Linked DNA regions of Anas platyrhynchos: region 1 is linked to region 2. The links are chromatin contacts, called in public Hi-C maps. All regions are on one chromosome and are shown on one strand. Each heading gives the region's core, a stretch centred on a gene start, on an enhancer-like site or on the middle of the called end of the contact. The rest is flanking DNA. Distances are from core to core; before and after follow the strand shown. Region 1 has its middle 22 kb from the start of ITGB1. Region 2 overlaps ITGB1 (integrin subunit beta 1).

Evidence for each region. A called contact is a pair of places that touch in the nucleus more often than the background predicts.
Region 1: a contact with region 2 is called in a Hi-C map of subcutaneous adipose tissue, with 2.0 times the contacts expected there. The contact joins two enhancer-like sites. A contact is called at or near these places in 3 of 8 Hi-C or Micro-C datasets (liver, skeletal muscle and subcutaneous adipose tissue).

The regions. Positions count from the first base shown.
Region 1 is chr2:144,624,595-144,631,136 of IASCAAS_PekinDuck_T2T, forward strand. No RefSeq gene overlaps it. Among named protein-coding and RNA genes, the nearest start is that of ITGB1, 22 kb to the left of the region's middle. Within about 2 kb of position 1,432, at least 1 of the 8 cell types and tissues checked has an H3K27ac peak or open chromatin away from gene starts, as enhancers often do. A contact at or near this core is called in subcutaneous adipose tissue, where this site is marked.
Region 2 is chr2:144,588,062-144,594,270 of IASCAAS_PekinDuck_T2T, forward strand. All of the region lies in intron 1 of ITGB1 (integrin subunit beta 1), which reads right to left. Among named protein-coding and RNA genes, the nearest start is that of ITGB1, 14 kb to the right of the region's middle. Within about 2 kb of position 2,045, at least 2 of the 8 cell types and tissues checked have an H3K27ac peak or open chromatin away from gene starts, as enhancers often do. A contact at or near this core is called in subcutaneous adipose tissue, where this site is marked.

The DNA of each region.
Region 1 (6,542 bases), core at 182-2,681, 36 kb after region 2:
CATCTCAGACCAGTCACGCAACTATGTGGAAACATGCCTTGTTGTATGAGGCGCAGAGAAGAGATGCCCAGGACCATTCCTGAAGGAATGCAGTACTGTAGGGTTCAGCCAGTTACTCTGAGCTGAGATACCAGAGCAAGTTAAACACAAATAAAACTACTTATTTACACAGTTGAAAATAGGTAACAAGAAATGCAAAATGTGAAAATACATGAATGGAAATGAAAGTAAAAAAAAAAACAAAACAAAACACAACACTCATCTCTGCTGGAGACTTTGGTTAGCAGTAAAGGCTGATTTCTCCCGTTCTGAGTCACCTCTCAACCACGTGGGTGCCTTATACTGGTCTTGGCTCTACATCCTGGGGATGCTTTCACAGAAGAGGGTCCTGCTTCTGAAGAAGAGGAGTAAGAAATCACTCAGAGTCAAGGCTCCCTTACCCACTCTTACATCATATAGTATGTGTTAATCCAAGCAAGGAAGGCTTTTTGCCCTTCCTTCCAGCAAACTGCATTTACGGCTTCCTGCTTAGGTGAGTTTAGAATTGGATCTTTCTCAAGTAATCATGACATGGTTTCAAATAAGCTATGGCAATTACTAACAGCTCAGGAAGTTGAAAGTTCGCATCTTTTCAGTTAAATTATAACCTCACTCACACAGAGAAGTTGCACCACCTTATACTAATGTGATGACTGTGTAAAGTGGCACCAGGAATTGATAGGCTTAGTCTTTTGGAAATGAGCTATAAAGAGTCCTATAAATGCTTTTCCTTGTTACGTGCTTTTTTATTTTTTTTTTTATTTTTATTTTTATTTTTTTCCCCACAAGGGAGTTTTTGACAATATATATATATTTTTCCCAGAATTAAAACAGACCCATGCTAAGCACTGGTACAAAACAGCACATGAATTTGGAATAGTAAAATGCATCTGTTTCCCTGGGCTTTTGGATCTCTTAGGATGAGGAAAAAATCTTATCAGTGTATAAAGAGTAGAAGTGAGTACTGGATTTTTCTTACAAACTGAAACACAGATCCTTTAATGGAAACCATGTGAGTGATTATTATATCACTTGAATCTTGTCCCAGCAGTTGTCTTTTGAATTAATTATAGCTGCTGCTGAACCAAGTGGGCTTTTCTTTGCTTGCCACGCTATTATTTTATATTGCACTGAAACAACAGTATTCCCTTCCCTCTCAACAAGCCACTAAATAAAATCTGTTTACTTTCTGAAGCTGCCAAATTATGCAGAGTTATAAGTAGAAAAATAATAGTTCTGATGGAGAAAGAGGGGTGAGGTTTTATTGGGAAGGCCCAGTGGGTTTTATAGTGTGCTGAGACTCGTGTTTTGCACTCGGTCCCTTAGTTACGTTCCAGGCTGATGCTTTAAAAAGGATTTTTAATTTCTGAACCAAAAAAGAAATAATACAGTGGTTGTTGTGTGCCATCTAGTGTTCCTCGAAAGAAGTAGGTTTTCTGCGGAGGATTGCCGGAGGCCTCGTCTGGATGTCCCCTACTGGACAGCTGTCCTCTACAGGACAGATGTCTCGCAGCCTGTGTTTGATAAGAAACCTGTGCAAAAGGCTTGCAAGTCATGTGCTGGGTGATGGCACAAGGCTGGGTGAAGGGAAGGAAGGAAGAAAGGGAACAGCAGAGAGGAGAGCACTAAAGCAGTCCTTACGAATTACATATGGATACCACAATTAAAATAACCCTTGTGGGTTGCACTAAAATATAGCAAGGATCAAATCAATGCTGTGGCAGTCCCTGGACTTGAAGAACAGAAATTTGGCTTAAAGCAAATGAACTGAATGTTCCCATGCTACAGCTGAAGGTCTGAATATAGATGCGGTGTAGTTCAAATCCTATTTCAGTACCGTGTTGGCTTCATGTCCAGGGGCGCTGCAGGAGACACCGTCCTCACAACGAGAAGGAGTGGTCGACATACTCATCTTTCTAAACTTTCTATACTATTATGATTTATTATGTCTCATTTTCAATCAGTCTGTTTTTATGATCCAAAAATAACTAAAGTGAATGCTTGGAGATGGGTGTTACGGTTAGTAACAGGCTAATTATAAATGGTGTAAACAAAATACGACTGGAGAGCAGAGAAACTTGCAGGGAATGTAGTAACAAGAAGATGGTTTGAACCTCACCAATTTAACAAAGAAAAACTGGTGAAAATTTGGAAAATTAATTCCACATGGCCCAAGTCTCAGAGAACCAAGCCTTGAAGATTGTCATTTAGCTCTGCTGTTGCTTATGTGAATTTTACGGATGACCATGGAGCAAACATTTGAAACCATACATTTTTCTATGCATTAATGAGGAAGTGAGCTGTTGAGAAAGGGAACATTAAGTGGAATTGAAAATATTTGAATTAGAGAAAGCAAATACTACTGGGTGTGGGGAGGGAAGGAAGCAGATCTGAACAACAAGTCGAAGTTCAAGCTGGATTTTGACAGGCCATATTTTTGTCAGGCGCCTTTGTTTCGGTTTAGCTTAAATGTAAATTATTTTGGAAAGATATTCTTTCCAAAGGAAGGTCAGCGTAAGCAAACTCATATAAACAATGTAGAAAGAAAATCTAAGCTGGTAACTCGTTCTGTGTGTGTTCTATGGTTGCAGGTAAAATTCACAGTGAAAAATACTTATTATTAGAAAGCACTATGGGAAGTCATTCAAGAACAGCAATTGATAGCATCAATAAAAATAATTGAACTGACAGACATCTAAAGAATATGACAACCTTATTTTTGGGACCCCTCAAAAATTCAGGGCAATCCAGTGTATGCACACAATGAATCCATCATATTTGATATAAAAGGTAACAAAAAATAATCGTGGTGACTATTACGAGTAAGAATGTTTCAGATTTATCCTCACAAGCAGCACACGACCCAAGACAGGCAATTTTACATTTTCACATCACTGACATCTTTTAATTCAGTTGATTTTGGCTTTCACTACCTCTGCAGATTCTTTCTAATATTGTAGTCACTTTTTCCTTAATATTTACCTCAGTAATTGAAGCAAAAAGTTATACAGACTTTTCAAAATGATTTAGAAAATCAATCAACTTGAACAAACCCAAGAAATATCCTGTAGACCAAAGGGTAAGTACCCATCCCCTTTCCTAACCAGTTGCACATTCTTTTGAATTAAGTCAAAATGCTTTAGGAAATTCAGGATTCTTTTTCTCTTAAACGAAACTTCTCTAAACCATGGACTATGTCTCTTACTTTTTCAATTAGTTGTATATTGACCAGAATAGCCAGCAAAAGATTCATCTGTAGCCCCTAGACCCCTTTGCTGCCTTCATGATCCATCAGATGAGTCACTGCATAGTAATTTCTCCTGCAGAATCCAAACAGAGAAAAACCTGAGGATGAATTATTTCTTTCTAAGAGGACTTGAGCTGAATAGGTGATCATCATTAACTCTGTGCATAGGGCAGGAGTTTTCCATGTCATATCCTGAGGTTTTTGATTTAAATAGGGAAGTAAAAGGCAGCAGAGAATACCAGAAAATCCCACAATTTAGTCAATGTAGTATGTGATGGGCATAAGTGCACAGATACAAATTTATGCTAAAACTCAGAGACTGTCCCCAATATCAAAGGGAAACTATGAGCTGTGTGTAGATTTCCCCAAACTATTACACTATGGTGGTTTTTTTTTTTTTTTTTTTTTTTTTTTTTTTTTTTTTTTTTTTTTTTGTATGTATGTTGTATTGGTGTATGCACAATACAACTAACAGCTGATCGGGCTGGGCACATCCTCCTATACAATGTTAATAATGGGGAAAAAATAAACATTGCACACAGCAGCATAAAATGATAAAGCAGCCAGTTTCCTAAATGAAAGATGAGATAAAGCTTGAGTCTGTAACTCAGGAAACACATCAGCATTTTCATCACATGCAGCCTGGAATGCTGGCTATAAACAATAGGCCGGCAACACAAGGGGAGGAAAGGAGAGAATTACTTAGTCTAAACAATTTATCTAAGAAAAGTTTAATGAGCTACTTCTGTATTTCAGTCCAAACACTGGGTTTTAATTCAAATGAGCAAGTTTTTTATGGCAGTGGCAAGGGGATTGTTGGCAGTGGTGGAAGGGAGAAGGCTGAGGGTTGTGCAGTGGGATTTTGTCAACACTTTGAAAACAGGGATTGCTGCATCCTGGGACAGGAGAGGAAGAGAGAAATATCTGCAAGGTTATTTACCCTTTCCCCTGACCTTCCACATTGTTTGGTCTCAGTGATCCATCTTTTCCTATTTAATTGCATCCAGCTCTGAAGATGCTTCGATGGAAGAGAACACAGGATATTAAGATGGAGAAAAAGAGCACAAAAACTCTCTCAGTCTGAGTTATCATGGCCAGTCAAATTTATGTGAGGTGTAAGTTTCTCTCTGTGGCAAAAATACATTAAAAACATTATGACAAAGGTCTCACGAGCTCTGTAATATGAAGCACTACAAAGACTGCCCAAAGTCTTATTTATTTATTTTTATTACCTTAGAGCCTTGCATTCTCTGCCTTGGAGCAGGATCCAGTCATAGCAGCCACAACACAAAATGACAGGCCCTGTCCCAAAGACTGCAGAATTGGGCTGCAGAAGCAGTGGTAAAACAGAGCAAACAGGAATACAAACAACATACAAGTGGAGCCCATGGGCCTAGATGAAAACTTGTGCCCTTTGTCTCCTTGCAGGGATGGTGGAGTTGGCAGCAAGGAGGTGTTTGGAAGAAAGGATTTAGTTTGGAGAGAAGGTAACAGGCCCAGGATTAGAAAGACAGGTAGATCTGTGGTGCAATGGCATGGTAGATGAATTGGGGTTCAGAAGTGAATCTTTTAAGGCCTAAACACTGTTTCCTGGGCTTTCATCTTCCTTGAGCTTGAACCTCTGTGGTGAGACCCAGAAGGACCCAGAAGGTATAAATCCATAGCAAACTGTATAATCACTATGGCAAACTTGCAGGTATGTCAGAGAAACTCTGATAAACTTCCTCATAACAACAACAACAAAAAAAAAGCTGGGTTAATAAGGCTCCAGTCCATCAGATTTAATGTGAAACTGCCTCCTCCAGGCTGCAGAGGGAGGATTCCCAGTGCTTATTCCCTGGTGTGAATTGAGGGCACCCAAATGCCCAAACCAAATCCAGGTACAGATTTTGGTCTGAAAGTTTCCAGGGTACGTAAGTGGAGATGCCTTGATCCCAGCTGTCTTTCCTCCTTGGAAGATCGGCCTCATTTCTGAGCACATATCAGGGGAGCTGGAAAAAAAATCAGAGCTATGACAATATTTGGCAAACTTCCCATGCTTTCAAACGGCTTTTAAAACATAATGCTTTCAATGCACGTATTGCTAGGTAACACTGAGGCTGAAACCTTAATTTCAAGGTAATTAAGTTATTGTTCCTAACCATCAGGATTTCACTGACATGGGCCAAGGGCCTCTGAGAACCAGAGATCCCAGTATAACAATTGAATTATAATTTTGGAAATTTCTGGAGTTCTGTGCATATTTATACATCACTGCTTACAGTCAACTATTTGTTTTAAGGAAGTGGAGTCTGGAATGGAAACAATAGGCTGAATTCTTTGCTAAATTGACAGAAAGTGTTATGCCAATTCACAGGACCTAATTGGCTAGTTTGAAGAAATATCTGGACACTGAGGAAAAAGCATTCACAGATCCCTGCAAAGCTATCCTATGCCTCCACAGGGAACAGTCTCTTGCCTGTGGGCATTGCAGTTGTCCTTGTCCCACCTGGAGACTTCATGCAGACCTCTCTGCAAGTCATACGCAGGTGTGCTATATACCATTAAACTGACTTATGGGGAACACTCAAACCTTTTCTTTATGTATGTTTAAGGGAGAATGGAAAAAAAAATAGTTCTTTGGAGGTGAAGTAATGGCAAATATCTTAGAGTTGAAAAAGGGAGGCCAAGATTTAGACCTCAGCAAGCTTGCCAGTGGAATAAGCTCTGCTATGTAGGATATGAATAAAGTTCCTCTCGATGCATAACACTGTTTTATGATCCCTTGGAAGAGGAAAACCATCTTGCCAGCACAAGAATTCTCGTATCAACAGTATTGAATGATTCAACAGAAAAGCCTTGATGAAGTGAAAGCCAAGAATATTAAGGATGATGAGGCCCCCTTTTCACACTGATTTTAGAAGCAATGTGAGTTGGTAAGAAGAGACAGTACCAAAGTTTTTTGGCTTTAAATATCTTAGGAAATATTTTCTAGCTTGTGAGGAGAATTCATATTTTTGGATAAAAGCTTTTCCAAGAAAACAAACCAAGAAAGTATAGAAAAACCAAGAAAGTATAGAATTATGTTCTAATTTGGAAGATTGTGATTGTTCTGCCAGATGGCAGGACTTTTAACTGTGCCATAAGATAGGCTAAACTGAAAATATAGTAATAGCAGAATATGTCTTACAAATTATGTGTTATGGAAATCAATCAGCTCAAAACTCCTTAAAAATTTTAATAAAAATATGATTATCATCTCAAGAAGTAACTAATG
Region 2 (6,209 bases), core at 795-3,294:
CCTGTGGAAATGCATCCACATGATGAATGCAGCTCTGGGCACCGATTCCCCGTGAAGTTAACGAGGAAAATGTCCTTTCCCTTTCCCATATAAGGCCGCCACGGTGCCTCTCCTCAGCTGCTCGCCTGCCCTCCCACGTGCTCCGCTCACTTCCTTCACCTCCACCGCTGAATGGCTTTTCCATCTGTGAGGGCTGGAACAACTTCAGGAAAGATTTGCTGGTGTGGACGCTGCTTGGACTGCAAACCTCCTCCTAGCCCCTGCTGCAACCTGTTCATGGCAGTGTCAGACCCGCTTGCCCTGTGGGTCACCGCTCAGCACTCCGGATTGCCGTGCTGCCAACTTGTAAGTGAAGGGAATAAGCAAAACCCAAAACCAGTAACGCCCAGCTACACCAGACCGTCAAAAGAAGCCCTTGGAAACCTCTGGCGGAACAGGAACTAAATCCTGTGTTGGTATTCAACCACAGAATATGGGAACAGAAAATAACCCATTGTTACAAGGAAAAAAAAATGAAGCTTTTTGCACAACTTTTACACATTTTCCTATTACACTTGTTGTTCCCCTTTTAATTAAATCATTGAAAAATATCCCAGAATCCTTGAAAAAGTGATTTTTCCCCTGAAAAAGCAGCTCAAAGCATTCAAAAGGTAAGCTTGCCAAGAACTGAAACCTCTCTATAATTAACAACTAAATCACAACCTGGATCCTTTTAAAAAGGCTGCAAATGGTGTGCTGTTGTAAAGCTCATTTTAAAATTATTTCTGTATGTTTGCTAACCCTAATCTATTTTTGTTAAATATTTTAGGAAGACAAACACAGGCATAACCTTGAGTGCTTGAACTAGTTGCTTTCCAAGATTTTTCACTAAGTGCCTCATCAAACAGTAATGTTTGAATAGACTTTTTTCAGTACGAAAAAAACAACCCAGCTTTTATGTACGTCTCTGAAGCTTCTAATTTGAAATAAGAGACTCATCAAGTGACAACAGAAGTAAAGGATTACTTCTCTGCAATGAGACTAATTTTAAATTTGCAAATCAAGTATCAACACCTTTGTATTCTGCTCATCACCATGTATTTAGAAATAAAATTTACTCCTCCATATTACTAAAGCCTTTTGCAGGTTTTTTTCTTTAAATTAGAACAGCAATAGCATCTGTGTAGAAAATCAACTGGGCAAATGGGATCAAGAAAAAAAAAGATAAACATTGTGGAAGCATTAATTCCTTTGAAATTAAGTGTCAGTGGTTAAGATGCTCAACCACTGCAGCATTGTCCCAGTCCATCAAGCAGCTCCTCACCTCACCCTGGGCTCCAGCATCCATGTGGCCAATGCCAAGCAAAGGATCAAAAAAAGTACGAGGCATCTGCCTGCATGGTGTATTGAGTTGGGCCTTGCTGCAAAACTTTATACGCAAATGCATATCCATGCTTCAGAACGAAGGGGAAGTATGCACAGGTCAGACACCCAGCAAGAATTGAGTTGTTGTGCAGAAGCCACCTTTTTGAGGCAATAACCACAGAGCCTGCTTACCCACATCCCCACAGACCACTCTAACTAAGCTTATAAAACTAGAAATGAATAAGCAGCTCACACTTTTGGACTAGCATTTGTGCTTCCTGCAGACTGACACCTCTATAAATCAGCCGTGTTTTCACGGGTTTAAAGCTTGATTGAGAAATGCTGTACGGAGTTAATCCCTTCTAAAACTGAGATGATGTTTACAACAGCCACTTTGACCTAGAATGGAAAGTTACTAAAGAGAGCTGTTCCATCCTACTCCTCCTTGTTGGTAATTCTTACTACTTTCCTTTCTGACCTGTCACCATTAATAAAACCACCACCAAGAGCTAGAGCAGTGAAATGATCTGGCGGTTGCACTAAGCCAGCAAAGAAAGTACCTGTTTTCAGCCACTGGGTACAAAAACGCTCATCCTGGTATGGCAGAGGTGGTGAGAAAAACCAGATGGGGATGGAGGAAAAGAGAATTGGGAGAAGAACAAAGGATGCATCTGCCCCGCACAGCCTGTGGCTGTATGCTGGGCTGGAGTAGTCACACGGTCAGCCCCGACCCCCAGTCGCCAAGGCTCTGTTTATAAAAGGAGCAGGAAGAGACATGTTTCTAAAATAAGCAGAATTAAATACTCTCTGGAGACGTCTGATTCAGTACTCGATGGATACCGTGCTAAAAAAGTTTTCTTCATTCACTCCAGAAAGTTTACCGGCTTTACCTAAAGGCCTGACTTTTCAGTGTGAATTTTAGAGACTGGCAAGATGTATCCCATTCACACTTCTGTAAAAGATGGAAGATAAAAAGGACATGGCAATTTTCCTTAACTGGAAAAAAAAACAAACCTGGTGACATGGGACAGATACTAACAACAGCAACCCACACTACTGTCAGCACTCCTGATGGCCACAACTGCAACTGATGTTCACTGCAAAGCCGAACTTGCCCAGATATGCAACAACTGTACGCACTATCCCTTCTGCTTGTACAACAGTTCACTGCTATTCAGCAAATCACTGTAAAAAGATGGTGTTAAACCAGTGTCTTCCTGCTCTCTCTCTTTAGTTTATTGGTTAAAAAAGCACAGGTGCAAAAATGAAAATGTTTCACGCCATAGAGTTAATCTTGGTATTTTGAATCAAAGGTGTGGGGTAGATTTTCCAACAAAACTAAAATAGGTAATTCCTTACTTGATACCTTAGCAGCTATCTTATTTAATCAACAAGAATGTTGCTGTGACACTGAATTCTAGCTGGAATACACTGCTTGCACTGCAAAACCTGGGACCACCACATCAAAAATATACCTGGAGCATCATTCCACATGGCAGTGGAGATTTGGGGTATGCACTGAGAGCTGAAAAAATAAGCAAGACATGTTAAAGAACCCAAACCTTCACTCACCCTGCAAAACTGCTTGCTTCCCAGCTGCAGACCTGGCTTTTTGCTCAGTGCCCTGAGGACACGCTTTCACAGGCAGGCCCAGCTGCTGACCCTGAAGCGACAGAGATCAGCGAGCTGGGGGTTCGTGGGTTGGGAACATAGTGGAAATGGTTGAGAATGACACTGGAAATGCAGGCTCAAGAGTGGGACTTTGCAGTATTACAATTCACACAGACCTAAGCCTGTTTGCACCAGCTTAGTGCATGGTTCAGCAAGAGCAAGATGTTCCTTCCCTCCCGGAGAGCTTAACAGACCTTAACAGATCACCGCAGTAATATGGAAAGAATGGGACATTAACCCAGATTAATGTGCAAAATAAGAAATTCTTTAGTACTGAAACAGCTTTTGCACAAAAATTCATCACATCAAGACTGCTTACTCAAACTGTGTCCTGAAAAAGCTTTAAGTTAAGACATAACGTCTTCAGCTACTGTGAAGCCACAGGATAAACCAACCGGCAGCATTTCACACTGGCCTTCATTTCTCTTTGTTATTATCTCTAAGTTGATGGAATAAAACAAGCATGTTCAACAAATACTTGTGACAAGCATTTCCACAACCACTCTGCTCTACTGGGGCATCATATGTTAAAGTAATATACGATGCACAAGATAGGACTTATATTTCAATTACAAAGGGAATCTATAGGAAACTAGTTTCCTGCTCAGGTTAGGGAGCCCAAATCCTCTAGTACGGTTATCTGAAGTTATCTGACACAACTAGTGTATGTCATGGTTTGGTTCAGAAAATTTCTCTGCAGAGCTGGGAGTCCAGAAAAAGGCAAAAATGCACATTTCTGAATTGAGAATCACCGGGAAACGAACCGTAATTCTGCAGCCTCTGCAAGGGAATCTGTGTCCACCTCCTGTGTTTAGGAAGGAGGACAAATATATAACACAACTGGTTTGCTGAGAGGCTCAGTAATGTCTTGTATCACGTAACTACCCAGTTAGTTAGTTTAAGCAGAAAAGTGGCTTAAGATTTACTAAAAAGCATGGGAGTCAACAGGAAATCCACAGGTGTTAGGTTCTAAAATATATTTGTGGCTCTGAAATCACAACTGAAAACCCAGCATGTGCACTTGTGCCATGCTGCTGTTCAGCTCAATTCATGCAACTGTTCACATGCATGTACCAGCAGGCTGCGACCACAGCTTATGAACAGAGGTCCAAATGTGTTCTCATGTCTGCTTGTGTCCCTAGAGGAAGGGATTTCTCTTTGTTAGTTTATAGAAAACACAGCTGTTTTAAAACAGAATAGCTAATTTAATAAGCACTCACAGAGTTTGATCATATTATTCCTTTTATATATGGTATTTATTGTTATTTGTTCCCGGATTTCAAGGAAGCCCTCAACCTAGTGATAGCTTTAAATAGTGGAAGGAAGCAATTAAGTATCTTTTCTGAAGATTACATTTTGGTCTTGATTTGAATCACTGAGTGGAAACAAAATCTGCCCCAGTTAGGTGCCTGGCTGCACGGAGGCGGGTAGAGATGGAGATTTTTCTTGATAGAACACGTAAGTTTCCTCTGTTAGCAGAAAAAGGAGGTACCTGTTTCAGAACAAATGCAAATGTTAAAGTTTCCTTCTGTGTGCCACCTTTCCACCTCAAGAAACAGAAAACTATGAGGACACGGCAGATCTGGTGGTACAGTATGACAAAAGGGTGCTAATGGTTCCCAGATATTTTATAGCACATACCCAAGACGTGAGATAACTGGGCTCCAGACCCTCCTCAGCCTCAAAGGGTTTGAATTCACATTTCCAGGGAATGCTGTGGATATTCTGGTAAGAGCATTCATCATTATTCTTATAATAACAACGTTGCTGTGCAGCCAAAAACAAAAGGCACCAAGACAGAAAAGAAGCTGACAAGGTTTTGACTGTTGTTTAAGTGCTGAAGCACTTGGATGGCAGGAGGTAGAAGAAAAGATGAAAGTGGGGTTCCAGATCCTATTCACTGTAACTATATTGCTAATGGATAAAAGCAAAGAGACTTGGAGATCATCGTTTGGAGTATTAGCTGTCCTTTTTTTTTCCCTGAATAACATAATCTGTAGAGGGAAATGAACATATGTTCACAACCAGATGCAGAAGAGAGCCTGAACTGCACCTGTCCTGTATCACGCACGACTACTCTGACTTAGTGGACACCAAGCAAAAATCATTAACTGTGGACCTGACTGCTCGGAACCATATGGTCTACGGAGGAACTATGGAGTAAAGGAAGGTAAGGTTAACATTTATCCTTTAACACCTTAAGGCAAGGAGAGACCTACTGAATTTAGAATCCTATGGAGCACAGCAATCCTATTTAGGCAGGCTCTGTTACATACTATGTTTTGCTTCATTGGACTGCATTTCAGTACAAGTTTTCAGTAGGAAAATCCCTCGATGATTTCACTTAATGACTAACAAACTCCTGCAACCAGCTTCAAACCTAAAAAACATTGATCACAAACAAAACCAAGCTGTGAAGCGCTCTAGTAAATTGTGAAGATTACTCTTACCATGTCTAAAGCCTACTCAGATAGAAAGATGTTCCAAAAAGACAAAGTAAATAGTTACATAAATCCAGATTTCATGCCGGTGACAGGGACCGAAAGTATCAGGGTGAGGAAAAAAGGGAGCTCAGGGACACCACGAAGATGCTCCCGCTGACAAAGCCTTTTCACCTGTTGAATCAGCAAGCCGCACGAGCAACCTCAGTCTCTTGCCTTCGATGTTAACGCCTTCTGGAGAGCGCTGCGGTACGGGCAGGCTGACGTCGGGTAGTCAGCACTGCTTCCAAAGCGGGGATGGCTTCTCAAATAGTATGGGTATGCAGAAGCCTCCTGTGCATGGCATTGATTCATGACTAGATGTCCTCTGCACTACCACACTACTAGTAATTATTTATTGAACAAGAACAGTCATCCGCTGTATTGGACATCTGTCCCCAGCTTGGTCCTCATATGCACACAGAGCTTATTTGTATAAGGTTTTCTGTAACTGTTGAAACATACTCGAGAGGCAAGGTTCCACGGTTCAGGAGTTGCTTTGGAAAGCGTATCGATGCTTCCAAGGCAAGTAGTACATGGACACAGCTCACAAAAACAAGCCATCCAAGATCACCACATATAGCTAACAGCTTGAGAGCCAACTGAGATGCTCTGTCTCATGGGAATATTTTTTTTTTTTTCCATATAGATTTACTTCAAAATTAAAAAAGGAATTTATCCTCAGAGTACAGTTTATAGAATAAACTCACAGCT